Regions from separate parts of the Gossypium hirsutum genome. Here region 1 is linked to region 2. The links are chromatin contacts, called in public Hi-C maps. All regions are on one chromosome and are shown on one strand. Each heading gives the region's core, a stretch centred on a gene start, on an enhancer-like site or on the middle of the called end of the contact. The rest is flanking DNA. Distances are from core to core; before and after follow the strand shown. Region 1 holds the start of LOC107909560 (zinc finger protein GIS3). Region 2 holds the start of LOC107886649.

Region 1 (5,842 bases), core at 16-2,515, 190 kb before region 2:
TGTAAGGTACGGACACAAAATTTGTCTAATGTCAAATGTGCCTCACTGTTTCCATCCTTTTTAATTATTTAGGCTCCTATTTTTGGATGCTAGAATTTCAGCTTTTAATTTATTTAGCTACATAGAATAATAGTAGGGAAGAAGCTATTAACTCATATGCATGAAAGTTTTGGTTCTAAATTTAGATGTTTAAGATAATTCATATTGGTGAGGAAAATTGAGTTACATACATGAAGTTTTTATTCTAAATTTAGATCTTAATATACAAAATTAAAATTGGTGAGGAAAGTTAAGTGATTATATAACTTTAAAAAAGGGGAAAAAAAGTTTTGTGCAAGTGAAACAAATAATTTCCCTGATAAAAATAAATAAAAAAATAAAATTGTTTGAAAATGTACAAAGATCCCAAACACTAAAGACCGAGTCAAGGCCTGGCTGGAGCAAGACTAAGGTGCAAATCTAAGCCCAATGCATCATCAAAACTGGGGCCACCATCTCCCTTTGAAAACCTACGCAACGAGGGTCCATCAACACCCCGTCCATGGTGGCCCCCACCTTGCATCACTTGGGGGCCAACGCTTACGCCCAGATCCCCCAAACCACCACCACCACCACCACCACCATAAGGTACCCCCGCTGGCCCCCTCCCCACTCCACCACCTCCTCCTCCACCACCAGCGCTTGGAATCACACAGCCATGTGAGACGTGGAAAGGAGGTGGCCCTCCTCGTGGCAAGTAAACCCAAGACGGTCCCGCCGCAGCTGGCACCACGACGGGTGTAGCCGACGCTAAGAGATGCGGTGGAGGAGCAAAAGCAGAGATGATAGGGTTCCTAGCAAACGAAACCGCGGCGCTTCGAGTGGCTTGAAGTTGAGCACGCTTGAGCTGTTGCCTTTCCTTCTTATGAGCGTTCTGGTGACCTCCTAAAGCTTGAGAGTTGGCAAACTCACGGCAACAATACTGACACTCGTATTTGCGGTCACCAGGAGCAGGGAAGCCACCTGGCTCTGAAGACCCTGATGATGGATCTTTGGTGGTTCTGGATTCCAAAACATCATCATCTTCCGAGACGTTGAAGCCGAAGAGCTTTAGACGTGCAGTAGTGGCGCTGTTGGTTTTGGTATTAGCTTGGTATTCTAACTCTGCCATGTTAACTAGAGAAAAATAGAAAGAGAAATGAAGAAGAATAGTTTAGTTGTTCAATGTAATGTAATGTAAGGGGAAGAGTTGCATGTGTGGGGGTATATATACATGATAAAAAAAAAAGGATTTGTAGAACATGAACAGTACAACTTAGGATGAAAGAGAAAGATTTCGGATATCCCAAGGGGGAAAAAGAAAAGAGAGTATTAGGGAACACGACAAGACCCGAGAACACTTGACTTGGGACCCTCACCCAAGCCTTGTCTTCGCTTAGTGTACCTATTTCTCTAATTTGATACTGTTACTTCATCAATGCATTGCGTTGCATTTATTTTCTTTTTGGGGTTTTTTAAAGCTTGTTTATATTTATACATACAAGAATAAAAATGATTGAATTGGTCCATGTTTATTTATTTATTTTAAATAAGGAGCATCATTTGAGAGAAAATGGGTATCCAAAAAGCAATTGTGGGAGGTTCTTAATATAATGGGAACTTTTGTAGAGAACGTGAAGCAATTAGGTTAGAAAACAGATAGGAGGTAAGGGGGAGTGATCTGGACCACTATGCTGTAGATGGAAAAGGTTTGAATGGCCAATGAGAAGCTAAAAAAGTTGTTTTCATACATTGGTTGGGTTAATGACAGATTTCTAAATAATGTTCTTACACGACACGTACAATTCCAAGGAGCCGGTGAGGGTAATCTGAAGTGAAGTGAGGTCTATGTAGACTCTATAGGTAGCTAGATCCCTGTTCATGGTGGGCATCAACAGGGTATGGTTTTTAATTAACTAAATTTACTAACAAACAAAATGAGTGTACTAATAAAAAGATTCCATTCGAGATGATGACACATGTTGGAAAACTGGGGACCTTTTTTTGGTAATCACCATGAATTTATTCTTTCTTTCTTTCTTTATTTATCAAGTAGATTAATTAATTAAGAAAACAGTAATGTTAGTGGAACTGTCTCCAATGAAACGCCGTGATGCCCATCTCTTAAGTCTTTAATTCCCTGGCAAATCTCTCTGCTACCAAAAATGCCTTCTCTTTCTCTCTCTCTCTCTCTCTCTCTCTCTCTCTCCCGCGCTTCACTTCAGCTCAATCTCAGGAGCCGACACCGCCACCCACCACCACTCTCGCCCCTCATTTCTCTCTAAAAAGTCAAACTAAATCTAACATGTAAATCCATGCATGCATATATATATAGCACCACTTAGCTGTGTTTCCCAAAATTACCCCACACACACAGAAAGGAAAAAAAAGGTGGGGAAAAAAACCTTGAATTTCAAGTTTTAAACGTATGGTAATGGCGATATATCGATAATCTAACTATTCATGGATGACATAGATATAGAACTTCTCTTCCACACAACCCCAAACTTTTAAAAGTGTCAATACACTCATGCATTATATAATGTTGTAGGGTTATAGGGCAGGTGCATATCTAGAAAGGGTTACGCATGTTTCACATCAGATAAAACTTTCTGGCAATGGCAAGATGGGAGTTTAGTCTAAGTCAACCACGTGAAGCAAAGCTTTCACTTGCCTGGTCTGAATATAAATGGAAGTAGGGTTTGGGGGGTATCGAAATTAATGGACGGAAAGGGGGAAGAAAATGAAGGAATGAATGTTCAGGTGTTTTACAACTACGAAAAGAGACCCATCTTTACGTGTTGATGATGAATAATAATTGTTTAGGATGTTAGCGTGATTGACGTTGAAATCTGTATTTCTTTATGCAATTTTCTTGCTTTGCCAAGATCTATCCGAATCTTACTAACTACGAGACAGAGAAAAGTTTTGGGGTTTCTTTTTTTAATCCAATTATATTAGGCACGATTAAATTTGAAATGAAATCAAGTCCTATCATTGAATAAAAAGTAAAACTCTCTTAATATATATATTTTTGTTATTTATAAAATTTGAAGTCTTATTTAAAAAATATAATCGAAAATTTTTATCACTCCAACCCATATGAATTTTAATATCTTAAAATTGTACTCCCACTTAGAAAGGGAATAATTAAATGTGGATTAATATATTATTATAATTTGTATTATATATGCAAAAGCTATTACTAAGTGTTAGTGTTGGTCACAACTCCAAATATGACCCACCTTTGTCTCCCCTTTCTCATGTGTGTTCCATTCAAACGCCTCTTTCACTTTTGTCCATTTTCCCCATAAAACAAACCCACCCACCCATTGCTACCTCTCCTTTTTCTCCAAAACCTCATTTTCTTTCCAACCGTTAGATCTCTTTCATGATTATTACTAACATCAACATGTGCTCCCTCTTTGTTGTATTTTATATTAAGAAAAATCCATTTTATATTAATTTCTAAGCCTATATATGTAAAAATCCATTTTATATTAATTTCTAAGCCTATATATGTATGAATATATGAAGCCTAACTTCATTTCTAAGCTAAGTTCTTAGATTCTTTCTTGGCCTTCATAACGACAAATTTCTTGCGGGTTTCAACAAGCAGGTAAGAGATGAGATGGTTGTGATGATCCGTTCATGCATCATCAATATATGTGGGTCCATATTTATTTATTTTAAGTCCCATGTTTATGCTCATAGATAGATTAGGACTTAGATTGGGATGAATTCAGAAAATAGGGAAGAAAAAAACAAGTTGCCTTTATTAAACCTGATTATAACCTTTTTACTTTATTATATATATATATGATGTAAATAGTGTGCGTGTGTGGATCCAATGATTTTAGGGTTTGGGTCTTTCCTTCTCAGTCCTTGTCTTTGGAGGGGTTAATAAGATTGAAAATAAAAAAGGTTGGGCCACAAACAACCACTACGGGGCTCAACTAGAAAAGTAAATGTGCATTGAAGTGACCTTCAACAAATGTGAGTGGTCATGTTGTGTTCATAAAGTTCGAGAGTTCACGCATAGAGTTGTCGGAGCAGTTAGACTTGTCAATATTGATGGGTCTGGTCTGTTTATGTTGGACATTTTTGGTTTTTAATCATTTTTTTTGAATTTTAGTTATTTTCTCACTTTTTTTTTTACTAAAGAGGAAAAATATATTATAGTGTGCTTGGATCCACATTTTTTATATCGATAATAATTTTGATACCAACCGAATTAAGACTCAGTTAATTTAATTATTTTATTTTTATATATTACAAATCAGGAGAATTAGATATAATAATAGAGTTTCGATCTTAATTTTTGGATATCAACAAAAGATTTGATCACTATTCTTTTATGTTGTTGGTAATTTTAATCTGTTTAAAAATTGGAAAGTTTTAGACTTGAATTTACATGAATTTGGGTAATTTAGTTTTTGAATTAAATGACGTTGCTGAACTTTTAATAATAAAAAATTAGATTGTTATTAATTGTATTACATAATTTTAGCGCAAAATTTTAGCTCAGCATTTTCTTTTTATATATATCTATGAGATTTTTTTTATATATATATAATGCTTATAATTATTGATAATCTTTCTTCAACTTTTAAATAATAAGATAAATGTATTTTATTATATTTATACTCTCATCTTTTTGTACTAGATAAGTTTAGACTAGAGTTTAGAAAATGTTTAATTTTTAAAAAAAATTAATTGTTTAGATAAAAAATGGGAGAATTTCAAATTTTATATGAAATTGCAAAAAAAGGAGTTTAAACCAATCGAATTTTTCATTCAAATTCTTAAAAAAAAAAGCGCGGTTTTAAAATTTATCAAAAAAAAAATTATTTTATTTGATTCACAGAGTTGTATTATAAAATAAAAATCATGAGTTCTAAAATATTATTTTATTTTATTTTACTGTATATTTTAGACTAGTAATATTATTATATGCTTACAAATGGCGATGGCAAAATTTAGATGAATGTACTCCAAATGAAGCGTTTTTTAAAAAACGTTATCAGAATTGCTTGCCACTCTCATTATACAAAACTATCATTCTATCTTTATAAATATATATATTAAAAGGATAAAAATATTAAAACATGTTAAAATATTTTTTTCTTTTTGGAATTTTTACTTTCCAACGTTAATCCTAATTTTTTTACTTGGGATTTTTATCTCTAGTCATCAATTTATGTTTTGTTTCTTTTTTTTTAACCAAATATGCTTAAAAGATTGAAAATATTATAAATAACTAACAAAAATTAAATTATAGTAGAGTGGGATAGGATGGATATATTCAAATATTCATGGAAGTGATAGTGACTTTTAAGATTAAACATACATAGTGTAGCAAGGCGAGTGTTAGGGTAGAGCACGCCAACTGTGGAGCAGTGATGGATTTGAAAAATTTCACCCTTACCCGCTCTATTTCCATCTCTATGTACAAATCTAATGACACTTATATTGCATATTTTCATATATATATATATTATTTTTAAGACTATTCTTTTTATTTCATAAATATTTTTTGTTTATGAAAATCTCAATTTTTCAAAAATTATTTATCAAAATAAAATAATTACAAATACTATCATTTTGAAATGTTACGTTTTAAGATCTTTTAATTTTAATATTCTCCATCCTAACATATGATAAAATATTTTTTAAGCCAATAAAATTGCTTTGTATTAAGACTCTTTATCACATATGTGTCCCAACTGTTAGAACACCGGTACATGCCATGAAGCAACGAAAAAAAAATAAATCTAGTGATCACATTCAGGGATCCACGTGCGAGGAACGAATCAGTGTGACA
Region 2 (6,105 bases), core at 1,882-4,381:
TGTTCAAGTCTAGTTTAGTTACCTTGCCAACCATCCCCCAGATTTCTTCAAGGATCTGACATTCGTACAAGAAACCCAGGAGCCTTGGGAGTTTGATCCAAGCCTTAACCACGCTCGGGTATGGCTACATCAGATTAAAATCTGTCGTCCAAGGTTGCACCGTAAGGTACTACCCAAAAATGATCCACGGTCCTTTAGAAAAGCACTTTCTCATAGTCCTCTTTATTCTGAAATTTTGCTAAAAATATTCATTTTCTATCTCCATTAATTGAAAAGGCGATAAGGCCTCTATAAACACTGACTTTGCAGTGCATTATACCCAATAGATTGTCCCAAGAGTTTGAGGACCACTGTGGTTGCCATGTTCTTAATCAAAAATTGATTAACTCTTTCAGAAAAGTCAATCGTCGGAATAGCATTAACCATCGATCTTGTAATATCCTTATCCATTAGTTCAATCTCATCATCATCTCCAAACCGAATCTGGGTACCCAACTCCTTAGAACCACTAGCCAAATTCCCCAATAATCTATCTTTCCAAGAAAGCGTCGACTTTGGTTCATCATCGACCACCATGTCAATGCCTTCATTCGTATTATGATCCTTGAAGTGTACTTCTTTAGTTGAACGATTTTCAGAGAAACTAGGATTTTTACTTTCACTAGCCATAATGATTTATTATTTTGGAGTACAATTTTGAGGCAATGTTTCAAGTTCCATTATTTGTCTTTGAATAGTATTAATCTATAACTGAACTTTTATAAAACTATTAATTGATCCCAATCAAATTAATTTCGGTAACCAATCAATTAATCAAACTAATTCGATACAATTAATTAACTCAGTTTAAATCAACGTAGCCTCAGTTCTTTGGAAGTTAGTTCCTTAGCCAATCGTTGTCTCAATGATATCTAGCAGCTTTTCTTCACCCTGACCTATTTGTGCTATTAGAAAACAATCGCGTTTTGGTAGTGAAGATAAAGACTTAAATGTAGGCTCATGATTTGTAGGAAGAGGTTCAAACATGAGGATGCTCCACCCTTAAAGCCAATCTTGCACTAGTTCAAATAAAATAACACAATGAATAATGTAAGAAGGAATATAGAGTCACGTCTTGTTTGCAAAATTGCATTTTAGATGTGATAGATAGATTGAAAGAGGAGTCTAAGAAAATAATTCAATTTGAGAAGAGATTTGAAGATGAAGGAAAATGAAATCATTAATCGAATCATGGCATTGTTAACAATGTTACGCTAATTAGAAATGCATTTTATGACAACTGGATGTTATAAAAATAATGGATTAGGGTAACAGAATTGGAAATAATGTTTGAGGCAAGTAAAACATTATTTTCAAAGATAACTTACTATCCCTCAAATTTAATAAACTCATATGAAGAAGAATAATAATAAAAACTTAAAAGCAGTACTTAGCTAAAGGCTAAGCTTGTATTCATTTTTTTGGCGTGTTTTGGAAAGCTACTAGTGCATGGTTTTTACAGCCATCAAGGTAACGATTTGTTGAGATAATTAAAGAAAGTAACAGCTACATGGAATAATGGGTAGTCAAGATACTGTTGAGAAATTTAAGAGAGTAACGAATAGAGAGAAAATTAAGGTAGGTCAAACTTTATTAAGCTTTTTAAGATAAGCTCTTGTCTAGTGGCCCGATTTTGTCTGGGCCCAGACAAAACAAAACAAAAAACCCAAAAATAAATAAACAACAAAAACAAATAAAAATTTAGTCCATTTATAAGCCCAAAGCCCACTATCCTAAATTTAAACAGAAAAAAGAAAGAAAAAACTCTAATTCCTTCAGTCCCCGCCTCTACCATGTCAACAGGTACACCCCCCAAAGTTGTCTGCACCCTTAGGACTGCCCTCTGCCAATTTCACCGAAATGGAAAAAGGTGCATCTCCCTATCGCTGTTGACCGAAAGCTTCCTCACCGCCACCATGCAAAGGCCTGAAACAGAAACGGGAACAGAATCAAAGAAGTAGGAAAGAAAAGAACACTACAGCAAAACAAGTTTTTAGCGGCGTTTGAATGAAAAACGCCGCTAATGCTTGATATTTAGCGGCGTTAAACGCCGTAAAAAAATTAACACAATGCCGTGGTTTTGTATTGAGCCTTTAGTGGCTTTACAAAAACGCCGCAAAAGAATTTTGCAAAATGCCATTTTCCCTAATCCGAATCCTTAAAATAATCACCCATTTTTCCCCAATTCGAAATCCAAAATCCCCAGTAGATGTTTCTTTTTCTAACAATGGTTTAGTGTGCAATTGTATACATGAAATTTAATTTGATCCATTTCTTGTAAATTATTAACACAATTATTGATATAACATCATTTTATATTTATATATTGCATACATAAATATTTATATTTATCCAATATAAAAATATATTGATGTATTTATTTTTTAAAATGTGTATGATTAAATCAAAATTAAAGTTTCAACTATACATTTAAACCACAATTAGAATTTCACGTCTACAATTACACATTAAACCGAAATTCATATATAATTCTGAGATGTATTTCTATCAAAATTTAGGTGTATACATATAATTAAATGCCATTTATATAAAAATCTAAACAACTAATGCGGACCATGCTTAAAAGAATAATGCTTGTATTGTTGTGTCATTTTGTATTTTTTTAATTCATCTATTTCATTTTATTTTTGTTAAAGTTTCCTTTTGTATTTTATATGATAATTTAAAAATTATAAAAATCTTCAAAAAAATTTAAAAATTTAAAAATTTAAAATTTAAAATTTAAAATTTAAAAATAAAAAACTTAAAAATTTAATATTTAATATTTTAGTCCATATTTCAGTTAAAAAGTTCAATATTCAAAATTAAAAAAATTCAAAAAATGATAATCTCAGCACAAAAATTTTGAAAGAAAAATAGAAAAAAATATGTTAAAAATAAAAAAAATTAAAATTAAGCAATAGTGACGATTTTCCCAAAAACGCTACAAAAACTTAAGCTATAATGGCACTTTTTAGTAAAAACGCCGCAAAAAATTGAGCTATAATAACATTTTTATTGAAAACGCCGCAAAATATCATTATTTTACTAAAAAAAAGGAAAAAGAGAAATCAAAATCCAGCTCACTCTCAAAAAAAAAAAAAACTTTTGGTTACCGGCTCCTTTACTCCCTCTTATTCTCTCAAATCCCCCAAATAAAATTTAGCTACTCTTTTTCTCTCGATCTGAAATAATAAAAAGAAACTAAAAAAGGCACAAAGGGTTTTTGGAAGCAAATCAGAGCGAAGAAAACCCTTCACTATTATTCACTCTGTTTTCGCCAATGAAGTTCCTCTTTCGATTCATTTCTGGTATAAATTCCAAAATTATACAAACACCAAAATTTTCCTTTTACGACTCGATTTCTTATCTCGTTTCTTGTATCTTTTGCTGTTGAAAGCGGATCCCAACAGGACTATGCTTCGTTCACTGGGTCGCCACCAGTTTTCGGATTTAACTGGAACAAAAGCCAAACGAAACTATGCTGACAATGTTTCTGAGTACAACGCTGTCCTCGCTTCTCTCAATGCCACACGAAGGTTCTGTCGTTTAACTTGTTGCTTTGTCTGGGTCTTATTTGATGTCTTTGTTTATATATGCTGTAGTTTTTGCTTTTCTATTTTGTTTTTAATTTCAGAAGGAAAAAAGGAGAGGAAAAAAAACTGGATTTAAACATAATATTTTTGGAAAAAATATAATTTAAAGAATTTTTTACTTTGCATTTAGAGAAAAAGAAAGTATGATTTTACTTTTGAGTACATTCCCTTTGGTTATTTGTTCATAATTAATCAATTATGTGGTTGTGGACACCAAGTTCTGTTCGTTTAAGTTGTTTCTTATTTGTTCATAACTAATTGTTCCTTGAAATAATTCATCTTGTTATTTGCACAAGTATTTAAATATTCATGATAGCAGCTGGTACTTATTTTTATTTTTGCAAGAGAAATTATAGCTCTAATTAATTTATATGGAGGACAAAATGAAATAAAGAAGTAGAAAGAAAGGAGCTCTAGCTGTCTCAAGTCCCTACTAAATTTCATTGCTCTAGCAGTCCTTTTGGCAACTTAGGAACATTTTGAGCTAGCCTTTTAAGTATTGAAAGCATGCCCTATTTTTCCTGATTTATTGTCTTGCAACGTTTAGATGTTTTGTTGTTTTTATTAATTAGCACTAGCATCTCATAAGCATATGACATAGTTATTTCTTTCACTAATTCTGGGAACTTGCATTGCCAGGCCAGGTGTTACAGCTGGTAAGGCTGCTGGAATGGAAGTGGTTGCTGTGCCATCTGTTCCAAAACAAGCGCATCTTTACATCTCTGCCGATGAAGTGATAAACTCTCTGCTTGATTTGCAACCTGAAAAGTAGGGCCTACCTCCATTTCAAGATTGTAAATCTTTTGACACCTACATCTTTGTATTACATCATAGTTAGTAACCTTTACTTGTAAACAATAATCATGAGAAAATGGTGTTGTGATTGCAGGGATAGAGGGAACTTTGCCAACAGAACCTTGGTATATCAGTGGTCCCGTCATTAAGGGATTTGGCCGTGGCTCAAAAGTTCTTGGGATCCCTACAGGTATATAATAAACTGTTTGCTAAGCTAGTCTCTGTCCTTAAGCTATTTTGGCCTTTGTGTGGGAAGAAATCACACAGATATCTACCTGTAACTCAAACCCCTAATAACTTAAGAGTCTTTGAGCCATGTTGCTTTGTTATAACATCCAAAGTCTTAGACATTTGTTCATATTTCGTCTGTTTTGCTTCATATCCTGATCTCTTTCGTTTCTTTTTTCCAGCTAACTTGTCACCCAAAGGTCACTCAAGTCTAAGAGAGAGTGTTTACAAAGAGAGAATACTGAAAGTAAAAGAAAAGAGATCTAAGCTATTTTTCGATGCCTTCTTTAGGCTTCTTACATTCCTATTTATAGCAAAATTTCAAAGTTCTATTTAATTTTTCTTCAATCCCATTATTTATCATAATATACCACAGATCCTCTAATAGAAGAATGTTTATGTTTAAGAATTCAGACAAAAAATTCTGAAATTAGTGATTTAGCAAAAGATCTAGCAATAAGTTGGACTTCTATTAATGAATATACCAACACGACAGAAGTGGAAATTAAAGAAATTAATAATAAAATAATTGAGTTATTTGAACCTAATAAATTTACTACAGAAATACAACCAAAATTATTAAATCTAAAAGATCTGTCAATACCAAAAGATTGGATGATTGATAGAATAAGTGGTGCTAGTACTTCAAAACCAGTAAGTACTATAGAATATATGTCATCTGGAGATAGACTATATTTTAAAAATAATGCTATAATAAATATAAATGATAATTTAGTTTTACCCTCTAATTCTCAGATAAAGGAAGAAGAAGATAATATTAGTACAAATTCAAAAACACCAATAAGTATGAAAACAGTTTAAATACCTATTTTCCCCACTGAACCTAGTAGAAATTCTAGAAATACTAGAATGGAAGAAATACAAGCTACTACTATTATTCAACAAATGAAAATGGGAAAAAATTATATTATTACATTTTCAAATTTCCAACCTAGGAAATATTATATAAATATTGAAATTACATTTCAATTTAGAGAATATAAAACATATTATTTGCATGCCTTATTAGATACTGGAGCTACCACAAGTAGCTGTAGAGAAAATGTCATTCCTGAAGAAAAATGGGAATTAATGAAAAACTCAATTAGAGCCATAGGAATAGATGGTAAAGAAACCATAATCCAATTTAAGGCTAGAAATATACCAATTTACATAAATAATGTAAGATTTGTAATTCCTAAAATATTGTGTTTTCCTGAAATGCATGGAGACATATTATTAGGAAATAATTTTATATATCATCATTTACCGTTTTCTATAGATAAAAATTTAGTAATATTATCAACAGAAAAAACTTCTGAAGAAATACATTTAATAGAAAACCATAAATTTGTATGTGATAAAGGATTTAGACCAATGAGAAAAGAACAAATTAAACAACTAGAAACAAATCATTGGTTGTTTAAAATTCTAGAAAATAATTTTA

Evidence for each region. A called contact is a pair of places that touch in the nucleus more often than the background predicts.
Region 1: a Hi-C map of leaf shows a contact between it and region 2, with 2.8 times the contacts expected there. The contact joins the promoter of LOC107909560 here to the promoter of LOC107886649 in region 2. A contact is called at or near these places in 9 of 34 Hi-C or Micro-C datasets (callus, hypocotyl and leaf).

Annotation. Positions count from the first base shown.
Region 1 is chrA03:103,296,663-103,302,504 of Gossypium_hirsutum_v2.1, reverse strand. LOC107909560 (zinc finger protein GIS3) reads right to left here and starts at 1,265. Exons shown (of 1, transcript XM_016837143.2): 1 at 189-1,265. The coding sequence starts at 1,150. The coding sequence ends at 425.
Region 2 is chrA03:103,105,751-103,111,855 of Gossypium_hirsutum_v2.1, reverse strand. It overlaps LOC107886649, which reads left to right and starts at 3,131. Exons shown (of 6, transcript XR_005917929.1): 1 at 3,131-3,350; 2 at 3,453-3,578; 3 at 4,275-4,403; 4 at 4,525-4,620.